Linked DNA regions of Sus scrofa: all the other regions are linked to region 1. A link is a contact called in public Hi-C data. All regions are on one chromosome and are shown on one strand. The core of a region is the stretch at or near the end of the contact, and the rest is flanking DNA. Distances in the headings are between cores, read along the strand shown. Region 1 overlaps LOC106510680 (a long non-coding RNA gene). Region 2 overlaps LOC102162217 (a long non-coding RNA gene). Region 3 has its middle 130 kb from the start of GATA6.

Region 1 (4,774 bases), core at 500-2,999:
TCAATGAGCAGCACTGTTCTAGGCACTAGTGGCCAAGTGGTGAATGAGGCAGAGTCCTTGCCTTGGTGGACATTATCTGCTGACTTCAATGTCATAGGGAGGCTACAATGTCCTTTAGCAAGAGAATTTTTTGAAGCTTTTTTTTTTTTTTTTTTTTTGCCTGTTTCTATTTAGCTTTTTGAAAATTTTTTTTGGTAACAGCTTTATTGAGATACAATTCACATACCATACAATTCATCACTTTAAAGCTTATAATTCAGTGATTTTTAAAATATATTCAGAGTTGTTCAACCACAACTACGATCAATTCTAGAACATTTTCAGCACCCCAAAGAGAAATTATACCCCTAAATTGTTATTCCTCCCTCTCCACCCCACCTTCCTTCACGGCAACCAATCTTCCTGTCTCTATAGATTTTCTTATTCTGGATACTTTATACAAATGGAATCATACAATATGTTGGTTTTTTTGTAACTGGCTTCTATCACTTAGCCTAATGTTTTCAAGTTTCATCCATGTTATTGCATATATGAATTCTTGGCCCTTTTTTATGGCTGAAAACTTTTTAAAAATCTCCTAATGCATATTAAATACTAAGTTGTTGATGGATTGCTGCTTTTTTTTTTTTTAATAGTGTGTGGGGTCCTGTCTTGCCTTCTTCCTCACCACTCCTTCTCCCACCCTTCCTAAGAAGGGTTTTCTCTCCTAGTCTCTTTGAAGGCAACTGCATTCCTGCTGCTGCACATATTCCTGCTTTAACTTTAACATCCACTGAAATTTGGAACATGTGGCACCTACTTTTGCAATGACAGGAAATCTGGTTTCTGTCCTTTATTTCTTCTTAGTCCTTTCATTTTGCATCTGTGCACCCTCTGAATGTAATGGTTCCAGGATTTTCTACAGAACTTTGTAGAATTGGCCTTAGAATGGAAGCTTCAAATGATATCCAAAGATACATGAACCAGCCAAAGGAGAAAGTGTTGGGATGAAGAAAATCAGTAATGACAGCCAGGGAATTTTCACCAAATTGGAACAGACTTGTTCCTTATTCTTTATGCCTGATGGATTGAACAGTTTCCACAAGGGCTTTGTACCATCTAGGACCTGAAGATACGCTGTTTTTCCTAGCAAACTCCAGACTCTATTTTACCCTCACTTCCTTTCTTCTGGGTTTGGCCCATGCAAAGCCCACCGATAAGTTATAAATGACTTATCAAGCATTAACGTTTAGAAAGTAGACGGCTCCATAAATACCTACTTGGACTCATTAAAAAGCTACAGTGATTAAAGAGAATGATTAGTGTGGTGCCAGAGGGGAAAGAAGAAAATCCAACATCTGACTCAAACCCGGCCAGACCTCTTCTCAGGGCAGACGTTCATGTCCTGGAAGAGGATCTGGCCTGCGAGCAGGAACAGGGAGACAGAGCTTCGGAGGCGGCATCTGAGCAAACTGCACACTAGGCCTGTCAAGGGAAGAGTTATGAAAAGTGCACACGTTCTTAGAGACGATTACCCCCTTGCCCTCCACGCCTCCTTCCCAACCTCCCCTTCCACTCCCTGTTGCCCCCCTGAAACTGAAAACATTATTAAAACAGGGAAACCTATAACTGGTATGAAATGACCCTCCAATGACTGCCTAATTACATCGAAATGAAAGCCGGGGGGCTACAAATAACCCGTAACTGTCCCGGCTGTCACTGAAGAGGAGCCTGCACATGAGTCATGAGTCATGAATTAGCCACTAAGTGTTTCACGTCCAGCCACGGGCCGCCGGCCTCTGCCCTGCCCGCGCTGGCCCCTCGCGGCCTCCCACGCCAGGCCCCGCGCGGCGCTCCGAATCCCGGGTCGGGACCAGGCGGCGGGGCTCCTGCTCCAGGCGTTTGTTGTTGTTGCTCGGAGGGCGCAGGAACTCGGCGCCCCGCTCCCCCTGCAGCCCCCGGCCGGCGTGGGGGAAGTCTCCCAGGCTGCACAGGAGACAGGCTGACTGAAGGAGCGCAGCCAGCGCGGCTGCAGATAAGTTAATGTACACAGAGAGGATGTAAATTACCACGACCCTCAGCAGCAGGACATTGGCCAGGGCCCTGTCAGGGAGAGGACAAGCGGCGGCGGGCCGGGGGCTCGCTGACATCCAGCCCGAGATGGAGCCGCCAGGCGGCCCGGCCGAGGAGGACCTTTTGGAGCCAGGCTTTCCTTGAAAACAGCTGCGTGTCCCTGACACCTCCAAACTAATGCATTTTTAATCAGGGGAATTAGCTCTAGGCGTCCCATATTTTTCCAAACCCCCTCTTGCAGCCACGTCCCCGTTCCCGCCCCAGTTTAGTGACTAGCAGTCCCATTATGTTTCCTTATCGACTCTGCAGTCTCCCGCTGCTCCCACGCACTCCAGACCCAGCCACCTTTGAAAGCCTCCCCTCCCCACCCCCACCCTCCTCCTTGGCCTGTTCTCTCCAGCACAGCTTTAGCCCCCACCCTTCCCTCTGTTTATACAGTGACATCACGGCCCCTGGCTCTTCAAGACTCAGAGAAAACAGAGTTCAAAAAGGCAAACAGGAAAGCCAGCTGGTCGTAGGCACCGGGTGAGATTCGGTCCAACTGAGGCGGGACTGCACGCGTGCGATCACCCCTGTCGGAGCCCAGCTCTTTAAAATACCAAGTCCTTGGGACGCTGCTTCCCAGGCAAATGCCCATGACAGTTTTAGGGGAAATTTTATGCGAGAAACACTTGGAGGATTTAGTTTTCCAATAGCCAACGAAAGAAAAAGTAAAAAGATAAAACAGGTGAAATTAATTTAAATAATAGTATTTAACCCCATAGATCCAAAATATGCTTTGAATCAATATAAAAAACGATGAATGAGGTATTTTGTATTCTTTTTGTTATGGTAAGTCTTTGAAATCCAGTATTTTTACTCTAACAGCACTCCTCAATTTAGATGTTAGTTTTCCATTGGAAGTACTTGATTTGTATTTAGAGTTCATAAAACTTGCAGTTGGAGAAGTTGATTCACAAACCCAAGTTGTTCCAAACATACTTAAACGTTTCCCAATAACTGAATTCAGTATTAGTTTTTAAATTGAAACTAATACTGAATTTATAAAATTTATATAATAAAATTGAATTTCAATGAAATTTAAAACTCCCCCAATCACACATTTCAAATTCTTTTTTTTTTTTTTCTTCTTTTTTTAGGGCTGCACCCAGCGGCATATGCAGATTCCCAGGCTAGGGGTCCAATCAGAGCTACAGCTGCCGGCCTAGCCACAGCCACAACAACATCAGATCTGAGCCTCATCTGCGACCTACACCACAGCTCAGGGCAACGCCGGATACTTAACCCACTGAGCGAGGCCAGGGATCAAACCCACAATCTCACAATTCCTAGTCGGGTTAATTTCCGCTGTGCCATGACTGGAACTCCCATTTCAAATTCGTAACAGCCGATGCAGCTATCTGCTACCTTATCCAACAGCATACATAGTTACTTAACCTCTCCAAGTTTTGCTCTTGTTGTAAAATGGGGATAATAATATCTGCATAATGTAGGATTTTCGTAAGAATTAAATTAAAAAGAGCAATATGTATAAAGTTCTCAGCACAGGGCCTGGTATGTAGAAAGTGCTCAGTAATGAAGGCCACTCTGAAGATGATTTCTCTTTTTCCCTTTGTCAGTTACCCCTCTGTCATCCCAGTGCCTGCCTCCAGAACTTGCCCTTAGGGAAAGGTTGTTAAATGAATTTACACTAAGCTGCCAAGAATGAACAGGGTATTCAAACACACATGTGCCCTTCTGTCTCTCCTTACTAGACAACCTCCCCTTACCCCCAGTACAGCTACAGCTTCGTTTATTATCTATGTGTGAATGACTCCCAACTCCAAAAGTTAAACACACATCTTCAGGGCTGTATATCCATTTGCCTAATAAAGATCACTGAAGTTTTCTAAACATATGTTAACTCAACCCACCAAAAGCCAAATTGATTATTATCATCCCTAATGTGCCTCTCCTTGGCTCTCTCATTGACTTGGTGCCACCATCCATTCATACCTGATGCCTCAGCCAAGATCTGGCAGTCATTCCAAGTTCTTCTCTCTCCTTCACTCTTCCCCTCACCCCAAATCCTTAGACAATTTCTGAGACCTATGAATTCTCCCTCCTAAATAGCTCCCAAATCCAAATTGGTCTGTCAGTCTTCATGGCCACTACCCCAACCTAAGCCACTGTTGTCCTTTGCTTGGATATTGCAACCAGTTTTTCTGACTCTGCTTTTGTTTGCCTTTAACCCACTCTCTACTTTTTAATTTTTTAAAAATGCTTTTTTTCGGCAGCTCTGCCTAAACACTTAAATGACTTTCAACTCTTCAAAAGGACATATAAGGCCCATCATGAACTTGTCCTGCTTGCCTCTTTTTACTTGTCTTTCACAATAACCTTCACCACCTCCCCTTCCCCCATTTTAGCCACTCTGAACCTCTTTCAGTTCTTCTGACCCACTACATGTTCCCTGATACAGGAGTTCTAGCACATGGCTATGGTGGCCATGCCTGGTTGCTTCACAGTCATGTATATCCTACAAATCATGTCCATTCTGAGAAGGTATTTTAGATGCACAGCTAGATAATTCTTCCCATTTTGCCATATGGCATCTTAACTGGTATATTTGACTATTTAGAGAGAGTCCCTCAGTTCTGGGCTCCTCTCAAAAATCTACACATGACACTTCTAGAAATCTTTTGGGGCACTAAGCCTTTAGGTCATTAAATGTGCACACTGG
Region 2 (4,815 bases), core at 1,932-4,431, 440 kb after region 1:
GTCGGATCTGACCCCTGGGCCTGGAAATCCATGTGCCTGGGGGTGGCCAAAAAACAAACAAACAAACAAACAAAAACCACATACACACAAGACTTTCTTGTAAAACGTCTAAAAAACCCTGGCAAAGTCAGTCCTTTTTTCTTTCTTTTCTTTTCTTTTTAGGGCTGTACCTGCAGTATATGGAGGTTACAGTCTAGGGGTTGAATAGGAGCGGCAGCCACCAGCGTACAGCACAGCCACAGTAACACCAGATCTGAGCTATGTCTGTGAGCTACACCACAGTTCACATCAACGCCGGATCCTTACCCCACTGAGTGAGGCCAGGGATCAAACCCACATCCTCATGGATCCTAGATGGGCTCTGAACCTACTGAGCCGCAACAAGAACACCCAAAAGTCATGGAACTCGGGTTCCAATGGAGACTCTCCCCTGAATTCCAGCGCCCCTCAGGCTGCCCCTGAGGAATTTCCCCTTGGGGAGTCACCTCTGGCACCTCCCCCAGTGATGGGTCAGAGGTTGTCCAGCAGAGGTTCGGGTGACCTAACAGAGGAGGGAAGCAGAAGAGTCGGGAACCCATTCATGAGGGCAGGTCCACTCCAGAGTTTCTGGAACAGGAAGCTGGGGTCGCCTCCACCGCCCCTGGCTTTGCAGCCCTGGGAGCCAGGCCTGAGGGGAGCAGGCGGCCCTCGGCCATGCCAGGCAGGGCGCTGCGCTGCAGAGACAAGAAGAGGCCTCTTCTCCCGATGCAGCTCTCCTGGCCCAGGAGGAACAGCAAGTGCAGGATCAAATGAGTTCCTCCTCCTCTAAAGTGCTCTGCTGACGGAGGGGGTTTGAAGCCAAGGCCCAGAGGGCACATTTGTCAAGCTCTCAAAAAATAGAAGCCAGGATCAAAGCAGAAGCACTTTCCAAATATAAACATTTGTCACCTACGTTCACTTTTGATGTGCCCCATTTTGAATACGTCTCTCCTTTATAAGAAGGACAGCTTAATCTTTCCGTACACACACTTGGGCCCTTCAAACGGAGCCCAGGGACAATGTGGGGTGGGTGGGGGAGGAGAGAGAGGAAGTTCCAGCCAGGCAAAATAAAAGACAAGAGGAGAGAGACCCCATCAGAAGAGCGAAACAGGAAGGAGAAAAGGAAACTAGCATTTATGGAGCCCCTGGCATTGTATGCATTACCTCATATTTTCCTGCAGATTAACTCTGGAAAGAGGGCATCATTATTCCCATTTTATAAAGGGTGTTAAGTCACGAACCCAAGCTTGTAAGAGTAGAGCCAGCATCTTTTCCTGGCTGCGTCTGACCCTTCGGTCCTCGCTGCCATCTGTAATAAGTGACCTCAATTAAAGAAAAGTAAGTGACCTCAGGTCAGCATGATGTCCATTGGACATTCAGTGCCCACTCGCATCTATATGTCTGGAAGGTACCATGTATTTTAGAGCTGGAAAGAGCCTCCATGGTTCACCAATCCAGCTCTTAACCAAGACCCGATGCCCAATTCCAAAAGTACAGCATTTCAGTTTTCCTTACTTTTTTTTTTTTTAGGGCCACACCTGCAGTATATGGAGGTTCCCAGGCTAGGGGTGGAATCAGAGCTGCAGCTGCCAGCCTACATCACAGCCGCAGCAATGCTGGATCCTTTAGGCACAGAGTGAGGCCAGGGATTGAACCTACATCCTCATGGATGCTAGTCAGATTCATTTCTGCTGAGCCATGATGGGACGCCTCAGTTTTACTTTTGAAAGCACCCAACTCTGCCATGTTTCTACAAAGTGTCACAATGGAGCTATATGTGCCTGCCATCTACGGATGGTGTGCCATTGCCCTCATCTAGAACACCCCTCCTCGCTCGTCTAAACCCTACTCACTCATGTTTGGTTGGTTAGTTGGTTTTGGTTTTTTTGTCTTTATTAGGGCTGCATCCACAGCATACGGAATTTCCCAGGCTAGGGATCAAATCAGAGCTGCAGCTGCTGGCCTACACCACAGCTACAGCAGCACCAGATCCTTAACCCACTGAGCAAGACCAGGGATCGAACCAGCATCCTCATGGATACTAGTCGGGCACATTAACCACTGAGCCATGACAGGAACTCCCCCAGCCCTACTTACTCTCGAAGGCCGAGCTCAAGGATCAACTCTCTCCACAAAGCCTTTCAGCGCACGTCCACATCCATCAAGTCTCCACTCTCATTTGGAATTCTACTGTCTTATATTTACTCTCTAATGGTATTCGTGGTTTAGTCCAGATCCTTTCATGGGATTGTAAGAACCTTACAGCAAGTGGAGCAAAGGGAACAAAATTCAGCAAGAATTGTGGGTCATTCTCTTCCCAGAAGCAGACTTTCTGGTTGGAAACCACTGGAGTTACCACTCAAGGGACAAGAGAGTGACTGGTGAGGGGTCTGGCCCTCCTGAGATTTCGGTGCAGTCACTACCAGTGACTGGCTTCTTCTACGTGTTTAAGCAAAGGAAAAATGGAGACAAGTGTTCTCATAAATCATGGACCTTGACAGCCTCAATTTTCTAAAAAAAAAAAAAAGGAGAGAGAGACAGAGAGACAAGGAATTAGGATCTGGAAGGAGGAAGATGAGGCTGAGGTTGGGAGGAAGGTTCTTCTAACTTGCCTTTCTGACCAGGGAATTGGTTCTGGTTTCTTCCTTCCTCTCTGTGCTCCTGAACTGGGAATCAGTCTGAAGACTCATTTAAAAAGCCAACCCAGGAGTTCCTGTCATGGCTTAGTGGTAACAAACCTGAGTATATCTGTGAGGATGTGGGTTCAACCCCTAGCCTCGCTCAGTGGGTTAAGGATCCAGTGTTGCCATGAGCTGTGGTGTAGGTCACAGAAGTGGCTTGGATCCCACATTGCTGTGGCTGGGGTGTAGGCCAGCAGATGCAGCTCTGATTCAACCCTAGCCTGGGAACCTCCATATGCCATGGGTGTGGCCCTAAAAAGACCAAAAAAAAAAAAGCCAATCCAGAGAGATTTACCCTGAGTTCATATATTTCTCCTGATGAAATTGTGAAATGTATAATTACAACAAATGATCAGGTTTAATTTAGGAAATGGTCATTGTTGAGCGTGGTAAATCATCTTTCAAATAAACACACTTACAGTCTTAGAGATAAAGTTCATTCCCCTGGGATGAGGTCGTTTGATGGAATGCTACTAGGTCCTGGGCAGGGTTTCAAAGCCATTCAGTTACCCTCGGTGAGATAGAGCTGCTGGGGTTTATGGGAATGTTGGCACCCAGGTGACACATTGGATAATCTTTAACAGAGGAAGTCTGTCTGGTGCCTGCTCTTTGTTCCAACCCCACTTTCATATTTGAGAACCCTTGTGATACACTTGCTATTCACGGCCGCATTTGGGACCGTCATGAGCACAGTCTGGCCTTGGATGTTGAGCAAATAAAGCCAAGCCTCCCCCCTCCCCTGGCCTGATTCTCCCTCCTTGAGAGCCGGAGGGCAAGGACAGACGTTGCTCTCTGCCCAGTCATATTTTGCAGGGGCAGTGGGGTGCATTTTCTAAAACATATTTTACACCCATTATTTATTTTCTTAGGGAAAACATTATACTTTGGGGCTCCAGACTTGCTGTGTGAGCCTGGCTGCTGGTGTCACACAACATATCTCTTGTAAAGAGTAGTTTCTCCAGGACAACATAAACTCTTGTCCAGACATTTTTTTTTTTTTTTTTTTTGGTCTTTTTGCCTTTTCTAGGGCCACTCCTGTGGCATATGGAGGTTCCCAGGCTAGGGGTCTAATTGGAGCCGTAGCCACCGGCCTATGTCAGAGCCACAGCAACGCAGGATCTGAGCCGCATCTGCGACCTACACCACAGCTCACAGCCGGATCCTTAACCCACTGAGCAAGGCCAGGGATCGAACCTGCAACCTCATGGTTCCTAGTCAGATTCATTAACCACTGTGCCACGATGAGAACTCCCAGACAATTTCTTGAAGATTATTCATAGGAGGAGACAAGACGGTGTCTTCATGACCAATAGAAGAATTTGGAAAAGAGCATCTGAGACACCAAGCGATTTGATTGGAAAACAAGGAGAGACATTCTTTGACATATGCTGAAAGTTTATACATGAGTGTGTGGTTAAACCAAGAATGACTGCACCAACCATTACTTCTCACCTACACATTTCCTTGCACCAGCTGGACATTACCTGAGGCAACAACAATACCCAAGATGACTTTGAGTTCATTGACTTTCTCCCAGTGCCCTTCCGGCAAAGATGAGGGTTTAGTCCCCATCACAAGGCCACTGGTGAGCACATTTGGACTGACTGACTCAACTCCATGTGTCCTATTTGTTAATTGGACACCCTTTGAGAACAGAGGCTGCACCCCCCACCCCCCAAAGGAGGACTCAGTGACTGCTTCTTACTAGGTGATTGAAATGGAAGATATGGTTTGGCTTTGTTTCATTGCTCCAGACTTGAACGTCCAGTTAACATCACTTCTTGCACAAATATCTGTGAAATACTCACCCTGCGTTACAGATGAAGATGGAGAGATAAATGGGACACGGTGACTGTCACCCAAGAGCCCCACGGGGGCAGGCAGGATGAGGAGCAGCTATGGAAGAATGGCTGCAGGAAGTCCAGGCAAAGCCTGGGCCCCCGCATCCCTCCCCCCATCCCTGAGGGAGCCCATGGCCAAACTCACCACTGCGTTCCTGGCTCAAGGGGGCTCATCCTTCTCAGAGGAGCCCCACTGACAGCACTAACGGAGGCTGAGGGCGGCAGCTGGTGCCAGCGGACACAGCCAAGGGCCATCAGCAGCCCCAAAGCCAAGT
Region 3 (4,709 bases), core at 198-2,697, 500 kb after region 1:
TGTTCTCAATAGTATAGATGTAATCTTTACAAACAAAGTAACATGGAAATCCATTGACAGATGAGGCAAGTGGTTGACAAAGCTGAAAAGTCATTCATTGTTCTGCTGTCTGAATGTTACATTTTCCAATGGCAGACGTTGCAAATATCAAATGGGAGACAAGCTGCTTGAGCAAAGAAATGTGAGACTCACAAAGAAAGACAGATTGGCCAGTTTCTTTTCCTAAGAACATTTTCATTGATTTTTCCATTATTGAGTGTTTGCTTAAAGGCCCTTTCACCCTTCATTCCAAAGGGTTTTTTAAATATCACCTTCACTTCATTAATACATTAAAGATCTGGTCCTCTCTAGAGAGGAAATATTTTTCTTTCAGGAGTCATTGTTTCAAAACATAAGCATAGAATGTTTTGAGTCATAGCATGATGGGGGCGTGCAGATAAGACACATACACAAAAGAAGAAAATGCAGAGTCGCTTGTAATAGCACATCCCAAAGTGGCTTGTTGTACCGTGCTAAGAAAAACCCTCAAAGAGCAGTGAGAGATCTGAGGGTGACCCCACTGTCCCAGAGCATTCCGCCAAAACTCCCCAAAACTTTTCTGATGCTCCTGGTTCCTTCTGTCTCCCACAGCCTGTGGTTCTAGAAGGCATTTCCTGGAGAGTATGACCAGAACCCAGAGTCAAGATTTTGAGCCAGAAAGAAGAGCAGTCTCAAGAGATAGTACAAAGTCCCTTTGGGACAGAGCAAAGAATAGAAGCATGAAATTGGAAAGAAGTGGGAGTTCCCGTTGTGACTCGGCAGGTTAGGAACTCAACTAGTATCCTTGAGGATGCAGGTTCGATACCTGGCCTCTCTCAGTGAGTTAAGAATCCAACATTGCCACAAGCTGTGGTGTAGATAGCACACACAGCTTGGATCCCACGTTGCTGTGGCTGGGGTGCAAGCTGGCAGCCGCAGCTATGATCAGACCCCTAGCCTGAGAACTTCCATATGCTGCATGTGAGGCCCTAAAAAGACAAGAAAAGAAAAAAAGAAAAAAAGAAAGAAAGAAAGAAAATAGGAAGAACTGGGTTGGAATCAGATTGGAGAGACCTTGAAATGTCAGATTTGTAAGAAGAAAGAGAAGTTATTCCACACAAGCGTAGCCCCCAAAGAGCGGCCAATAGGAAAGGTCCCTGATTTGGGACCTTGGGAGGCAACTAATATTAACAACTGTTTTATAAATGGATACACTCGGGTCTGGATGAGGAATAAGAATCAGATCTTGAGAGTGGCTGACTTCCAGATCTGCGCTTAAGCAATCTCACAAGCCGGGCTACTTGCAGAGCTCAAAAGATTTACAAACACACGAGGAAGGCTCGGCAGAGCCAAAAGCCAGCCGTGCTCTTTGGTCCCAGGCTCAGGCTCCTTCACGGAAAGGCTGCAGCAAAACTGAACCATTGGCCCCTGGCCATATAATGAATCAGCTTGAGTGAGAATATTTCGCCAGTAGAGTCCAAACAAGCTCCCATAGGGGCCTCCAGACCAGCTCCTAATTAATAGACTCTTGGCCCACAAGTATGAGAAAACATGTTTGCAACAATAAAAGGAAAAGAGTGATCACAATGGGGGTGGGGCTAACGGAGAAAGCAGAGGGGAACATTCTGATGGGAAGATGGATCCAGGTCTAAAGTTAGCTGGTGAAGCAATAATTCAGACCTTTATTTATTTGTTCAAGTCAGATGTGAGCAGCTACATAAATTTGATTCCTGGTTTTGAAATCCAGTCTACACAGCAGAAGAGGAGAAAACCACCACGTTGAGAGGACTCCAACATACAGTCAAATCTCCAACAATTAATATTTTTGAGTGCCCCTTTGCTGCAGTGTTAGTGCAGGCACTGGGAAAGTCACACAAAGGCCATAAGATATAATTATTGTTCCTTATAAAATGCATATGAGAAGTTCCCATCGTGGCGCAGTGGTTAACGTATCCGACTGGGAACCATGAGGTTGCGGGTTCGATCCCTGCCCTTGCTCAGTGGGTTAAGGATCCGGCATTGCCGTGAGCTGTGGTGTAGGTCGCAGACATGGCTTGGATCCCATGTTGCTGTGGCTCTGGCGTAGGCCGGTGGCTACAGCTCCGATTCGACCCCTAGCCTGGGAACCTCCATATGCTGCAGGAGCGGCCCAAGAAATGGCAAAAAGACAAAAAGACAAAAAAAAAAAAAAAGTATATAAACATAGGCTGATCATCTTTAAAGTCTCAAAAACCCAAATATAAATAAAGCACAGAAAATAAATTCAACTGAAAAAAGTTCTGACATAATTCTTCTGCAAGTTACATGGACTCCTATGAACAAATCACAGCAGTAATTATCCAAAGTAATATTTAAGATAACAAAAGAGATGTTTGGTCTTAAATGTAAATTCAAATATAGAGTGTCTATCATAGCAGATCAGGAGTTCCCTGGTGGCCTAACAGTTAAGGATTTGGCATTGTCACTACTGCAGCTCTGGTTTGATCCCTGGACCTGGAATATGCCATTGATGCAGCCAAGGAAAATTTTTTAACTTGTAAATACTGTATTCTTTAATGAAGTAAGAAAGAAGATCAAGAATAAAATGTTGAAAGAGTTCCTGCTATGGCTCAATGGGTTAAGAATCTGACTGCAGGAGTTCCCCATCGTGGATCAGTGGTTAATGAGCCCTACTAGTATCCATGAGGATGCAGGTCCAATCCCTGGCCTTGCTCAGTGGGTTAAGGATCTGGCGTTGCTGTGAGCTGTGGTGTAGGTTGCAGACGCAGCTCGGATCCTGCATGACTGTGACTGTGGTGTAGGCCGGCAGCTGTAGCTAGGATTTGACCCCTAGCCTTGGAACCTCCATATGCCACAGGTGCGGCCCTAAAAAGACAAAGGACAAAAGACAAAAAAAAAAAACAAAAAACCCAACTGCAGCAGCTAAGGTCACTGTAGAGGCTTGGGTTTGATTTCTAGCCCTGGTGCTTCCATATGCCATGGGTGCAGCCATAAGAAAAAAAAGGGAAGAAAATGTTGGATGGTCTTATAAACTAGGTCATCTTTAGGATAAAGATAATTTTTTCAGGACAGCAAAAATTAGGAGTTCCTGTTGTGGCTCAGTGGGTTAAGAACCCAACTAGTATCCATGAGGATCTGGGTTCCATCCCTCACCTCACTCAGTGGGTTAAGGATCCATCCTTGTCACAATCTGTGCCGTAGTTCTGCAGCCTCATCTCCAATTTGATCCCTAGTGCAGGAACTTCCATCTGCCAAAGGTGTGGCCTTTAAAAAAAAAAAAAGTAGAGTAGCAAGTAAGCTCTGCACATACACCTAAACCATTTGTTGTTATACTAGAGCCAGTACTTGTATTCGTAGAGTTCACAAATCCAAACACAACAAATAATTAGATATCAGTATCGATAGGAATAGCAATTCTTTCACAACCACCACACTGTGTTTCTTCTTCTCTGATAGGTTGAGGGTCACCAGGTAGATGGAGGAGTGAGTGGTCATGCCTGACACGCAGGGCTTCCGAGCCCCCGGAACTCTGAATGTGCAAGGCCCCTCGGAAGTCTTTTCTTCTGTTCACTTTCAGAGGATGCAGGACTACAGGGAGGGCTTGGGGTGGGTGTCTACAGTAATGGCAAATTAGAAGAGAGGACGCCAAGAGCACAGAACCAAGACTTCAGAGAGTTTGAAATCTTCCATGTCTTTTTCCATTTTGATCTGTTTTCCTATTGTGTATCTTGGTTGTGTGTTTTTTTTCTAACTTTAATTTTAATTTTTTTATTTTTTGCTTTATAGGGCCACACCCGTGGCATATGGAAGTTCCCAGACTAGGGGTTTGAATCAGAGCTGCAGCTGCCGGCCTACACCACAGCCACAGCAACGAGGGATCCAAGCCTCATCCGTGACCTACACCACAGCTCACGGCAACACCGGATCCTTAACCCACTGAGTGAGGCCAGGGATTGAACCCGCATCCTCATGGATCCTAGTCGGGTTCATTAACTGCTGAGCCACAAAGGGAACTCCCTGAATTTTTATTTTTTGTTGATTTAAAATGTTGTGTCCCTGTTGTTTATCTTTTAGCATAAATGTTAGCACACTCCAGCTTAATAATACCCTTGGGTATCAGAGAGAATTGTAATAAGGGAAGTTAGTCTTCAGAGGCAGCAGTACAGTCTGTACAGACAGCTACATAGACTACTAGTGATAATCAGTCGGAGCTCTTATCTTTTTATTTTATTTTATTTTATTTTGGCTGTGCCCACTGCATGTAGAAGTTCCCAGACCAGAGATCAAAACCTTGCCACAACAGTATCCTGAGCCGCTGCAGTGACAATGCCTGATCCTTAACTCACTGCACTGCAGGGAACTCTAGTCGTGCTTTTAAAATGAGTATGTTGGCTCTTTGGAACCTCTAACACCTCTTGTAATAGAAACAGTGTTACAAACAGACTTCACGTCCTGGTACTTGCTCATAAAGCCTATTTAATAAAGTCCCCAAATATTTCATATGACTTTTCAATGAAAAATATAAAAATATAAAATACTTATAATATTGGGAATGACTTCTTGGCACATCATGATGTTTTAACTACAAGTTATGGTTGAAGTAAAATTACAAAGGCTACCCTGGGAAATCAACTTGTTAAAGTGTTTTCAAGGCAAAGGTACTCTGAATTCCATCTTAAAACTTGGGAACT

The links. A called contact is a pair of places that touch in the nucleus more often than the background predicts.
Region 2: a contact with region 1 is called in a Hi-C map of fetal heart ventricle, with 2.5 times the contacts expected there. The contact joins two enhancer-like sites. A contact is called at or near these places in 2 of 47 Hi-C or Micro-C datasets (fetal heart ventricle and heart right ventricle).
Region 3: a Hi-C map of liver shows a contact between it and region 1, with 1.8 times the contacts expected there. The contact joins two enhancer-like sites. A contact is called at or near these places in 2 of 47 Hi-C or Micro-C datasets (embryonic fibroblasts and liver).

What each region holds. Positions count from the first base shown.
Region 1 is chr6:107,654,431-107,659,204 of Sscrofa11.1, reverse strand. All of the region lies in intron 3 of LOC106510680 (a long non-coding RNA gene), which reads left to right. Among named protein-coding and RNA genes, the nearest start is that of RBBP8, 270 kb to the left of the region's middle. Within about 2 kb of position 1,749, at least 35 of the 83 cell types and tissues checked have an H3K27ac peak or open chromatin away from gene starts, as enhancers often do. A contact at or near this core is called in liver, where this site is marked.
Region 2 is chr6:107,214,182-107,218,996 of Sscrofa11.1, reverse strand. The region is part of intron 3 of LOC102162217 (a long non-coding RNA gene); the gene reads right to left. Among named protein-coding and RNA genes, the nearest start is that of GATA6, 68 kb to the left of the region's middle. Within about 2 kb of position 3,181, at least 14 of the 83 cell types and tissues checked have an H3K27ac peak or open chromatin away from gene starts, as enhancers often do.
Region 3 is chr6:107,149,314-107,154,022 of Sscrofa11.1, reverse strand. No RefSeq gene overlaps it. Among named protein-coding and RNA genes, the nearest start is that of GATA6, 130 kb to the left of the region's middle. Within about 2 kb of position 1,447, at least 11 of the 83 cell types and tissues checked have an H3K27ac peak or open chromatin away from gene starts, as enhancers often do. A contact at or near this core is called in liver, where this site is marked.